Regions from separate parts of the Anser cygnoides genome. Here regions 1 and 2 are each linked to region 3. The links are chromatin contacts, called in public Hi-C maps. All regions are on one chromosome and are shown on one strand. Each heading gives the region's core, a stretch centred on a gene start, on an enhancer-like site or on the middle of the called end of the contact. The rest is flanking DNA. Distances are from core to core; before and after follow the strand shown.

Region 1 (3,410 bases), core at 467-2,966, 230 kb before region 3:
ACCAAAACCAGGGTGCTGGGCAAGAAGCGTGGTCACAGGCAGTCCTACGTGGGGTAAGGACTCCAAATGGCTCCACACATGGCTGAGAGAATGCGAGCCTCAGAAAGTGCTTCTACTTAAGCCACTAAACTGAAGGATATGAATAGCCCTTCCATAACATTTTACACACATCTTTGGAATTATTATTTTTTTTTACTATTATCTGAACTATAATGCTGTAGAGCATCAAAAAAGAAGCTCTCTTGGGAGAGCCAGAAGCAGTTTTAAATCTAATCTCTTAAAAAGAATACATTTGCAGCACTACACCTCCTCCTGTGTCCACTGCAAGTGCCTATGGTTTTACATTCACGCCTTCCCATCTATGTAAAGAGTCACACAGACAGGGGAAAATGGCCAGGATGAAGAAACTCGAAGCTGATTTTGCAATGAAAGCAAACACCTAGCATAAACCAGTTGAGAACCCACACTTTTTCATTGATTATTTTGCCTGAGAGCCCTTGGAGACATCTGTGACGACCGTAGGTAAAAAGCCACACATTGCCTAAAGTGTGACTCTTCTGCTGAAGGTGTTCGTTCATCGACTACAAGACACAAAGAAGGACTTCGTTGTTTAGTGTCCTTGGTGAAGACCTGCCTTGCAATATCTCATGCACACTGAAGCAGACAGGTGAGTTTATATACGCCTGATACAACACTTTGTTTACATTAAACAATCAGAATTACAAAAGTGCCGTGTAGGTTGCCTATCTTTCAACACATGGAAAGAGAAAGAAAGGGGCAAACAGCAAAAGGGCCAGGCAGTTTTTCTCTTCATCATTCCCACTTCCTACATGAAAGGTTCCCTGGCAAAACTTGCTCCTAAATTGCATTTTTTTGGACCAGCACTCTCTAGTCGCATAAACAACACTTTACTTTTCCAAGTGTAGTTATTTAGTTTCTTCACATTTGAGTGTTCATGTCACTTCTCTTCCCCTCTGTAGTTTTTGCTTTTTTAAACAGTGCGAACACGTTCTGTAATTATTGCTGACAGCCCGATGTTTAATGGTGTCGAGTGTCTTTTATGGCACAGTCAGACGTTCGTTTCGGAGGCAGCTGCCTCTGCTTAAGCAGTCGCTGCCCCTTAACCATTTATCACTGCCCCCACAGCTCAGATGTGGCAACCCTCCCTACCTGCGAAGGGTTGGAGCCAGCCTGTTTTCCCCCGCGCTGCAACAGCCGGGCAGAGCCCACGTATTCAGTTACTGCGCCCCGGCAGAGGGGAGCAGTAACAAATAGCTGATCAAGCAGTAACTTGTTAAACCACCGCAGCTGTTTCTCAAGCAAACATCCGACCGTGCCCTCGCAGGCAGCGCGGAGCACGCGGAGCTGGAACGGAAGAGATTCCCAAGGCTGCGAGATGTTGTGGGAGCCGTCCCACATTCCTCCCCGGCCTCAGCTGAAAGCCAACCGCTGCGCCGCGACCGCTGCTTTTCATCCTCACCACTTCGGCCTCCAAGCTTCCTCACGGCGTTCAATTTTTATTTTTTTTTAATTTATTTTTTTTTTCCCGTAAGCGCAAGAAAAGTAGCACCACGTCCTCAAAGTGCAGCTGAACTTTTCCAGCCATTTCACGGGAATGCATTCGGTATGGCACCCGTCCCAGCTGTTTTCACACAAGACTGGCCCGGGCAAGCACCGCTCGAGATAGGCTGGGTGTGCCTGATTACCTGGTACCCCAGCCAGGCGGTGATTCGATTGGCACCGGTCCCGAGCAAAGTGAAGTAACACAAAACTCATCCATCACCATGTGCTGCTTACCAGGTGAACCTTCCCGACAAAAACTTGCCCGACCTAGTAATACGGCATTATCCCCAATAATTACGTGCGTGAATACAAGCGCCGATTACCCACCGGGGAAGGGGAGGGGGAGGGCAAGTGCAGCCATCTGTGTTTGTTTGCCTGCGCGTTCCCATAAAAATGTTCTCAGCGTACAGCCTGCTCGTAAGCTGCGATCTTCAAAGGGCGTCGGGAAGCTGTTCCGTGGGGCAGCGCTGTGCCACCCCGAGTGTTGTCAAACTGTGCTGCTGACGCTGCCAAATTGTTTTGTGTGTCTCGAGGTTCTTGAACTGCAGCAGAAAGGGAGACGTGGAGGGGGAGAGAAACTAAGGCCATTCCTCTGCTGAACAGAAAAACCTAATCCCTCGCCACAGTCTTTTATATTGCAACAAAGGCAACTAATACATTTTTGTGTTATCTGCTCTCTTGCTCTGCACTTCAGTGAAGTTAGTTTAGTGCAATTAGCGACTTGCCTGCACTGTCTGAAAGAGAAGGCACTTTCTAGTCGCCTTTCAGCTTACCAGAATACTTGCCAGAATTATTTTTTAAAATTAATTCCTTCATTGTATCAGAACAGTGGAATGTGGGCCTAATACTTTCACCATTTTTAAGTCAGCCTATGATTTTATACAATTCATGCAGTGCCCTAAGAAATGAAAGCACGCATGCTGACAGTCCCCTATGCAAACGCTTTGCAGGATTTTCTGAATCATTAGGACCAAAAAGGACCACTGCAACCATCTTATCCAACCTCACCTGCCATATAGTACAGGCACAGATTTCAGCCTGCATCTATTTCTTCTTAATTAGTTGTAGCTTGCACGGAGCAATTCTTGACCTAAACATTTCTAATGGCAGAGCATCCACCACGTCCACTGCCCTCCTTTAACGTTAGAAAGACAGTTCTTACGCTTAACCTGCAGGATGGAGAGAGTTCAGGAGCCACACGCTCCACACTGGAAGTGTTCTGCGAGATGATCCTTCTTGCGTGCGATATAACAGAGGAATACAGCATTGCAACACGTTTCCCACTTGATTCCACCTTCCCATCACTCTTAACCTCCAATTGATCCAGGAAGAGTTAAATCCAAAAATACTATAACGGGTTTCTTTGACTCAACCCTGATGTCAGTTTCACAGTAAAAACAATATTCCGCTTTTAAGAAATTGCTCCTAATATACAGAGATGTAAATTACTTAGTCTCTTCTCATTTGGCTTTGAATCATCCCACAGAGTTGGGTGGTAGAGATGGTATTTTGCTTTTAAATCTATAGGATTTTTCCATTAAGTTCTTTATGGTTTTTCATAAGTTTGCTGTAGCTAGAACCAAACTGCACAGCTTTCTCCCTTCCCAAAGTATGAAACAAATACTTTTGTTTAATAAAATTGTCAGAGGAGGTGCTGGGAAGTCCTCCTAAAGATGGTAGAATGCCATAATTGCATATACATTTATAACTGATGCTTTACTATGAAAATTAAAATTTAGAAAAAAGATCATTTTAGAAATAGAAACCAACAAGTAGAACTCTGCAAAGACTCATCTTGAAGACCTCAGCATTGTGAAGTGCTCAAGGCATGGACCCAACACTTCTGC
Region 2 (3,420 bases), core at 541-3,040, 140 kb before region 3:
GAAAGTTAGTTTTGTGGTCCTGAGAGTGTCTGTGTTGATGAGGAAGGTCACTTATAACTGCAGAAGAGTCATAGGCAGCTACTGCATGGAAATGTGTTGCTCCAGCTCCACAGCAAGGGTGTCTAGCCCCAGACTCGTTACCTCTGTCTGTTTGACCCTTGGACTGAGCTGTTGGTATGCTTCAAGCTGGGACAGCGGGTTTTTTATGACGTCCAACCAATGTGATACAAAACTACTGTGGCATGAAAGTTCTTAAAAACAGTAATAAAAAAAAGCCAGTTAGTTTCCAGGTAACTATTAATATTTTGTGCTATTTACAACCAAGTTTTTTTCAGTCTCTACAGGAAACAGTTTTAACATAGAAAATATGTTACAAGAGGAACAGTTTCTTGGCAGTTGGAGAAGTGACAGGGCTTCTGTTGTAGATCTGAATTTGCCTTCCAATTATCCTGATCCTAAATATATCCTTTAGGAATTTTGTGTGTATTGGCTCTGGCTAGGGGCTTTCCCCTGTTTTCTTACTTAATTAAAACCATTTCTTCCATAATGGGGGTGGGGTGGGGGTGAGTTCAGGCTAAAGAGAGAAAAAGCTAGTTTAATGAGTAAGCTACCTGCTAAGAGGCTAGAAACTGATGAATACAGCAAGTCAGTGCTCTACACTTCTTTTTTAACATCCCAGTCTATCACAGTGTGAGTAGGGTAACTGATTTTTCTCCTTTGTGTGATCTTCTCTTCCTGGTGTGTCAGAGGAATATAGTGCTCTGGCAACCATTTCTCAGTGGGGGCAGAACTTTGTGAACTTCCCCTAGCTGCAATCTCACATTACTGCTACGAGCAAGGAAAACAACTTACTGCTTTGTTTGCCTGGTGGAGTTGTCCATTCTGTTATCCTTCGATGCCTCTTTATCCCAGTAGCCTATCTATTTTGCATGTGGTTTTTTTTTTCCTTCTGATTTTAATCATCGTGAACTCGGAGACCTGCAAAAAGAGATGAAAATTGCATCAGTCTGCTCGTGCCAAAGCAACCTGTGCTGCGCGCACGCAGGGCATGACAGGGCACTTGGCAGAGAGCAGTGTCAGGGGGAGAGCAGGAGCTTGGGGGTGGGGAGCCGTGTTTTCTGGAATGCCCCCTAGATTCGCCTGCGATCGGGACTCTGGCTGATCCTGGAATTGCGTCTGATGAGGTGCATTACAAATGCCACCAATAGGTATAAATCAGTTAGAGTTGCTGTTTGCTTTTTTTATAGTACTGTAGTCTCAGAGCATGGCCTAGATGTTTTGAATTCATTTTATTCAGGAGTACTTGATGCAATCCAGTGCTTAAAGCTGAACTGGAGAAGTTGAGGGGCTTCTTTTTGGAGTTGTCTCAGAAATAGGTCTGTTTCTTGGAGGCATTAATAGTGTTTTAAGAGGTCTAGCTGAAGCTTAGGTTGTATTTTTCTAAATAAGTTTACCTTGTGAAGGTAGCTTTCTGAAAATCTAGAGCACATGGTTAGAGCATTTGTGATTTCTCCTTTTAAAAACTTCTGGAGTTTTTTCTCTCCGATAGCCTACCATTTCTGACTCCAAATCCTGATTCCTGCGGATGATAACTGACATCGGCCTTCCCCAAAGTCTGCCCATCTTCCTCCTTGCTAAGAGAGCATATAATACTTGCTGTTACGAGAGTGAAAACCCAGTCACAGAAAGGTGAAGTGCTGTGCTCGTGTTTGCATAGCAGGTCAGCTGCTGAGCCAGGAATAGCAGCCCTGTCTCATGACTCAGTGCCCCGGCCGCTGGCCGCCGGGCTCTGCGGAGCTGCGGGCTTTTCCAAGAATGCCGCAGCTGTGGGGCGCGGAGGAGCTCTGCTTCGAGGCTCACACGGAGCTTCAAAATACTGCGGGAGGGGAAACAAACAAACAAAAGCTTTAAAGGAGGTCCTCGATAAGAAAAGTTGTGGTTTTCCTTTGGTCTGACTGAAAACAACAACAAAAAAAATCTGCTTGGAAATAACTTTCCAGAAGGTTGTGGATGTGGAAAAAGTTCCACGCGTCTGAAAGTCAAACTCTGCTCTGCAAACAACCTTAGAGTGGCCTGTGATTAAATCTTTTGTATAGTCAACAACAAACTCATTTTATGCAACCACAACTATGATAAAATTGAATTAAATGGACCTGCTTCTCAGGAAAGCGACTGAATAGCTGAGTACTACATTATTCAATGAGTGGAAAACAGGGAGGCTGTCTGAAACTGATACGAAATGGTTTTAACGTTCTGTCGGGCTAAAGAGCAACTCTGTGAAATCACTGTATTTGTTTCCCCCCTACCTCCCCGCCCTCAATTTTTAAATAGCAGTGCTCTTCATACTGTCAGGATTCAGTGTTGTGACACCCCTACTCAAAAGTTATGACAGCAGTGTAATGACAGCTACTGCCTCTTGAGAATCAATCAGGCAATTAATTTTGTAAATGAAATGCTGATTATACAAAGCTTCACATGAGAGGCCCAGTGATTAAAATCAATTTAACAAATTGTTTCAGGTGGGACTTGATTAATAATTTGCCATAAATGCTGAGGATATATGACCAGCATACCTTTTTTTGTGTGTGTGTGTGTTAATACAGAACTATATATAACATTTGGAGTGGGGAAAAAAACTCTGCAGCTAACTGTGGTGTATAGTTCTGGCTTGTGACCTAGTTGTGATGGGCTATACGTTTTTGTGGGCACGCTGTTTTCCCCAGTGTCGGTAATGTCACTTTCTCAGCTAGGGCTTTCCCCGGCTATTAAATACATCTAACCTTTAATTTTAATTCTGCTGATAAAGCCAAGTAACTGAGAAAGTGTATTCAAATCCAGTTGAATATTTATTAGGCTTAGGAAGAGTTTTTTTTCCCCTTAAAATCTGGAGCTGATGTGGAATATTTTTTCCTCCTCCTGTCTCTCACTGGCTTCCAGGACTTTGTGCTTTCCCCTCCCACTCCAGGACGGCTCTGCAGGGAGCCTTCCTGCAGCACTCCCCTCCTTCCATTCGAGGCTGCTCTCTGCTCCTTCCCCGACAGACACTATTTTTAGTACATCCTTTTCTGTCCATCTAACCCCGTGTTTGTGTAAGAGCTGTACAAAGTAGGTAAGGGAATTTTTTTTTTTGGGTTCCAGATGGCAGCCATGCACAGTGAGTGAAGGTGTTTACTTGTCTAGGAAGCTGAGAACCTCTTTGCCAGACAAAATAGAAGTAACTGGTATTCTGGGTGGGGTTCTGCTTTTTTTAACTTACAATTTTCTGGGTTTATGAATGGATTTTTCTCTTCCTTGTTGAGCTGTAGCATTGGCTACTGAGAGCCTCAGGGCTGTGACACATCCTCTGATGAATCTAGCCTGAGAACCTCAAGGTACTGTTTTTTCCCTAGCTGTATGCCTTGCTCTCCTGCCGAGGGTTGT
Region 3 (3,475 bases), core at 5-2,504:
TGGACACTTGAAAAATAAACAGCTACACGAGACGTAAGTTTTGCCTGACACGTTTAGTACCAGAACAAAGCGCACAGACGTTTATCTCCCAACCTTTGCAGTTAATACTTTCTTTTTTCCCAACTTAGCAGCGCCCTTTCCACGTGCGTTTTTATCTCGTCCTGGCTTTCCCCCAGTCCCTGTCAGCACGCGCCCCCCCCCCCCCCCCCCCCCCCCAATGTGTAGTTAGAGGAGTTAGGATTATTTTGCTTCGAGCTGGCAGGCCCGAAAGGGATTTTTGAGCCCTCGCGGAAGAGCCGCACGGCCACAAAAGCTGATTTTAAAGAAAAATACCCCCAAAACCCCCACCGCCGGCAGGCAGCGGCCGGCCGGGCAGCGATCGCCTCACGGCGGGCGCGTTCCCGGCAGCCCGCGCGCCGCCGCCCCTCCCCCGCCGAGGCTCCGCTGCGGCGCGGCCTCTCCTCTCCTCTCCTCTCCTCTCCTCTCCTCCCCCCGCCGCTCCCGCTCCCCTCCCCCGCACGTAGGCGCTTGGAAAGGGGGAGAAAAAAAAAATTAAAAAAAAAAAAAATCTCCCAGCCTGACTAGAAAATCAGCCTTGTTTCCTCAGAAACCGCAGCTGCTGCGAGCAGCAAACACGTCAGGCCGGCCCTCCGGCACGCACAGATGTGCCTTTGTACGCCCGCCTCAGCGCTGCACAGGGCGGGGGGCGCTGCCCGCACCGCGCCGGGCACAGGCAGCCCCTCAGCCCCCAGGGCAGCCCCTCACGGCAGCCCCTGCCCAGCGCCGGCCGCTCCTGAGGAAACTTGAGGAGCCCAGCCGCGGGGGCGGCCGGCCGAGCCCCTCTGCTCTAACTCGCCCCCCTTTTTTATTTTTTTATTCTTTTTATGTTTCGTGTGGGCCCCACCGACACCGATGGTCCCCGAGAGCTGGGGGTGGCAGCAGGGGGAGTTTCGGCTGAGCGCGGAGAAAGCCTCCAAGCGGCGAGCCCTCAGCCGCCGCGGTCCCCTTGCCCCTGCCCCGCGCCCCCCCCCTTTCTGAGCACAACTTGGGGCCTGGATGGGCCGCGGCTCGCTGCGCGTAATTAACGCGAGCGGAGGGTGGCTGGGAAGGGATGGAAAAACCAGGCCGGGGGGTGGGGGGGCAGGGAAGGGGGGGGAGGAGGAGGAGGAGGAGGAGGAGGAGGAGGGCGGGAGGAAGCGGCGCGGCCCGGAGCGCCGCCGCCGCAGACAAAAACAGGTCTGGTCGCGCCGCGGCGGGGGAGGGGCGCGCGGGCCGCCATTGGCGCGCGGCGGGGCGCGGGCGCAGCTGCGGGCGCGGGCGCAGGGCGGCCGTTGGGGCGCCGGCACCGCGCGGCCATTTGGCGGGCGGGCGGGCGGCAGCCTTCGGCGGGAGAGCCCGCTCCGGGCCCTGCCTCGCCTCTTTTTTTTTTTTTTTTTCTTTTCTTTTTTTCCTTTTTTTTTTCTCTGTCTTTTCAGTAACGCACAAACGAAGCTCGCAAAGCGCCCCTCCTCCCCCCGCCCCCCCCCCCCCCCCCCCGTTAACCCGCTGTTGTTTACTTCCCTCTCCTCACAATGGCCTTACAGCATTGTTTTACATTATTTTGGTACTTCCTGCGAAAATATTCCTTCCCTTCAACGAAATCCGGCACATCCCGGATAGCACGAGTTACGCACGAAACACCCAGCCCAGTCGAGCGCTCCTCATCCCTCATTTCAGCCGTGAGCCAGCCCGGCTGACTAGTTTCTTAATTTTAAACCCACTTTTCCCCCAAAAGTACGTCTCTGGGGGACAGTTGTGGCTGGTTGGGGCCCTTCCCAGCAGCCGTAACCCTGGACCCACCGGAGCAAGGCCACCATGGGGCCTGCGCCCCGCTGGCCATTTGCTCCCATCCACGGCTCTGTGGGTAGAGCCAGGCCAACAGCTCTCGGCAGAGCAAAACTCGGGCCCTTAAAACTTCACATCGCACACCAACGCAGCTAACGAGACCCAGCACTAGGGTGGATGTGAACTGTGCTCGCTTGTTTTCGATCCGAGTGAAAATAAAGAGCCTCATCGCTTTGGACGGAGTGGCTTGGTAGACACGCACACAGTTCTTGCTTTCAGGAAGCCATTGCTTGCTGGTACGGAAACAAGTTTTCACATTGAGCCCTACCATATAAACATCTCGTTTTTTTTTTATTTTTTTTTTCCCCTCACGAAAAGCTGCACACGAATTAAAAAAAAGGAAACACCAGGGTCTCTCCTTTTTTTTACCTCCCCGTGTGCTGCCCCCCCCCCTCCGTGTAATGAGTAGGAGGGACGGAACTTGTGACAGGGCAGGTACTGATTAGTTGCTGTCAGTCCGCGCAGATTAACACCTATTTTTAGGTTTCTGAACCTCTTGAGTAATACTAGTTAAATTGGCACAGGTTAATAAGTTGGGGTCCGCAGAGCCTCTTAACTGTTCGCTGCGAAATCTGAATTAAAGAGACAGTCTTGCTTTCTCAAAACGACGGAAAAGGGTTACGTCCGCCACATTCACCGCGTGTGTGTGCGTGTGTGTATGCACACACAACACCCAGAGGTCCAGAAAACAAAAGCTGAAGTCGATCGCTTTGGGGATGCTAACACAAACGTGTGCGAAGTTAGAGGATCTGTGCAGAATACATCACTAGTGAAACAGAAAGTCTCTGAAAGGAGATGTTTTCTCTGGTTGTTTTTTATATCGATGTAGCATTTAAAAATAAAACTTAATCTATGTTTCTTCGTGGTTTTTCTGCATGTCCTCCCCCCATTATATCATTATACTGTTACACTGACACCCACTGGTAAAAGTTGATCCGAGATCATGAGTGTAAACGGAGCTTCTTGATGAAGGGACAGCTATCTTTCCTGAATAAAAAATAAAATACGGATGGAATAATAGCTGCTTTGCCTCCTTCCCCCCCGGGGGGGGAGGGGGGGGGGAAGTCTCGTAATGAAGGTTATTCATTTGTATTTGATTTTGTTTTATGAAGAGTAGGTATGTGGATGCCCCAGATGTAAGAAGGGAGGCCTCGTTGTTTTTCTCTAAAAACATAACAACATAGAAGTATCTGCAGTAGCAGTTTTTCTAGATGTTGGTATGTTTGGGCATAGACAACAGGCTGGCACAGAGGAGAACAGGAAAAATCATTAGTACATTAGTAGCTGCGGTGTTTAACATCATTCCCCAGGTAAAGCAACTTGAAGAAAAACAGAAATAATGGTCACGCAATAAATGTATTTGTGTGGGCACTGACCTGATTGTATCAAAGCGGAGATGAATGCCTGTGCTGTGCGTGTCTTATTTAGTCTGTTTACCATTTAATTCAAAGTTGTCAGTGGTCTTGAAAGCCACTTGTGTTGGAGAAACAAGGCTCATTTTATCAAAATCTACCACTGCACCAAAATCTGGTTTGCAAGAGCGTCGTTCCATAGCCCTGCCTAGCACAAGAACAATACCATGCAATTACAC

Evidence for each region. Hi-C and Micro-C count contacts between places; a contact is called where the count stands out from the background.
Region 1: a contact with region 3 is called in a Hi-C map of liver, with 9 times the contacts expected there. The contact joins two enhancer-like sites. A contact is called at or near these places in 3 of 7 Hi-C or Micro-C datasets (granulosa cells and liver).
Region 2: a Hi-C map of liver shows a contact between it and region 3, with 5 times the contacts expected there. The contact joins two enhancer-like sites. A contact is called at or near these places in 2 of 7 Hi-C or Micro-C datasets (both in liver).

The regions. Positions count from the first base shown.
Region 1 is chr3:56,332,610-56,336,019 of Taihu_goose_T2T_genome, forward strand. No RefSeq gene overlaps it. Among named protein-coding and RNA genes, the nearest start is that of ARID1B, 67 kb to the right of the region's middle. Within about 2 kb of position 1,717, at least 1 of the 3 cell types and tissues checked has open chromatin away from gene starts, as enhancers often do.
Region 2 is chr3:56,422,546-56,425,965 of Taihu_goose_T2T_genome, forward strand. The region is part of intron 2 of ARID1B (AT-rich interaction domain 1B); the gene reads left to right. Among named protein-coding and RNA genes, the nearest start is that of ARID1B, 23 kb to the left of the region's middle. Within about 2 kb of position 1,791, at least 3 of the 3 cell types and tissues checked have open chromatin away from gene starts, as enhancers often do. A contact at or near this core is called in liver, where this site is marked.
Region 3 is chr3:56,565,602-56,569,076 of Taihu_goose_T2T_genome, forward strand. The region is part of intron 5 of ARID1B (AT-rich interaction domain 1B); the gene reads left to right. Among named protein-coding and RNA genes, the nearest start is that of ARID1B, 170 kb to the left of the region's middle. Within about 2 kb of position 1,255, at least 3 of the 3 cell types and tissues checked have open chromatin away from gene starts, as enhancers often do. A contact at or near this core is called in liver, where this site is marked.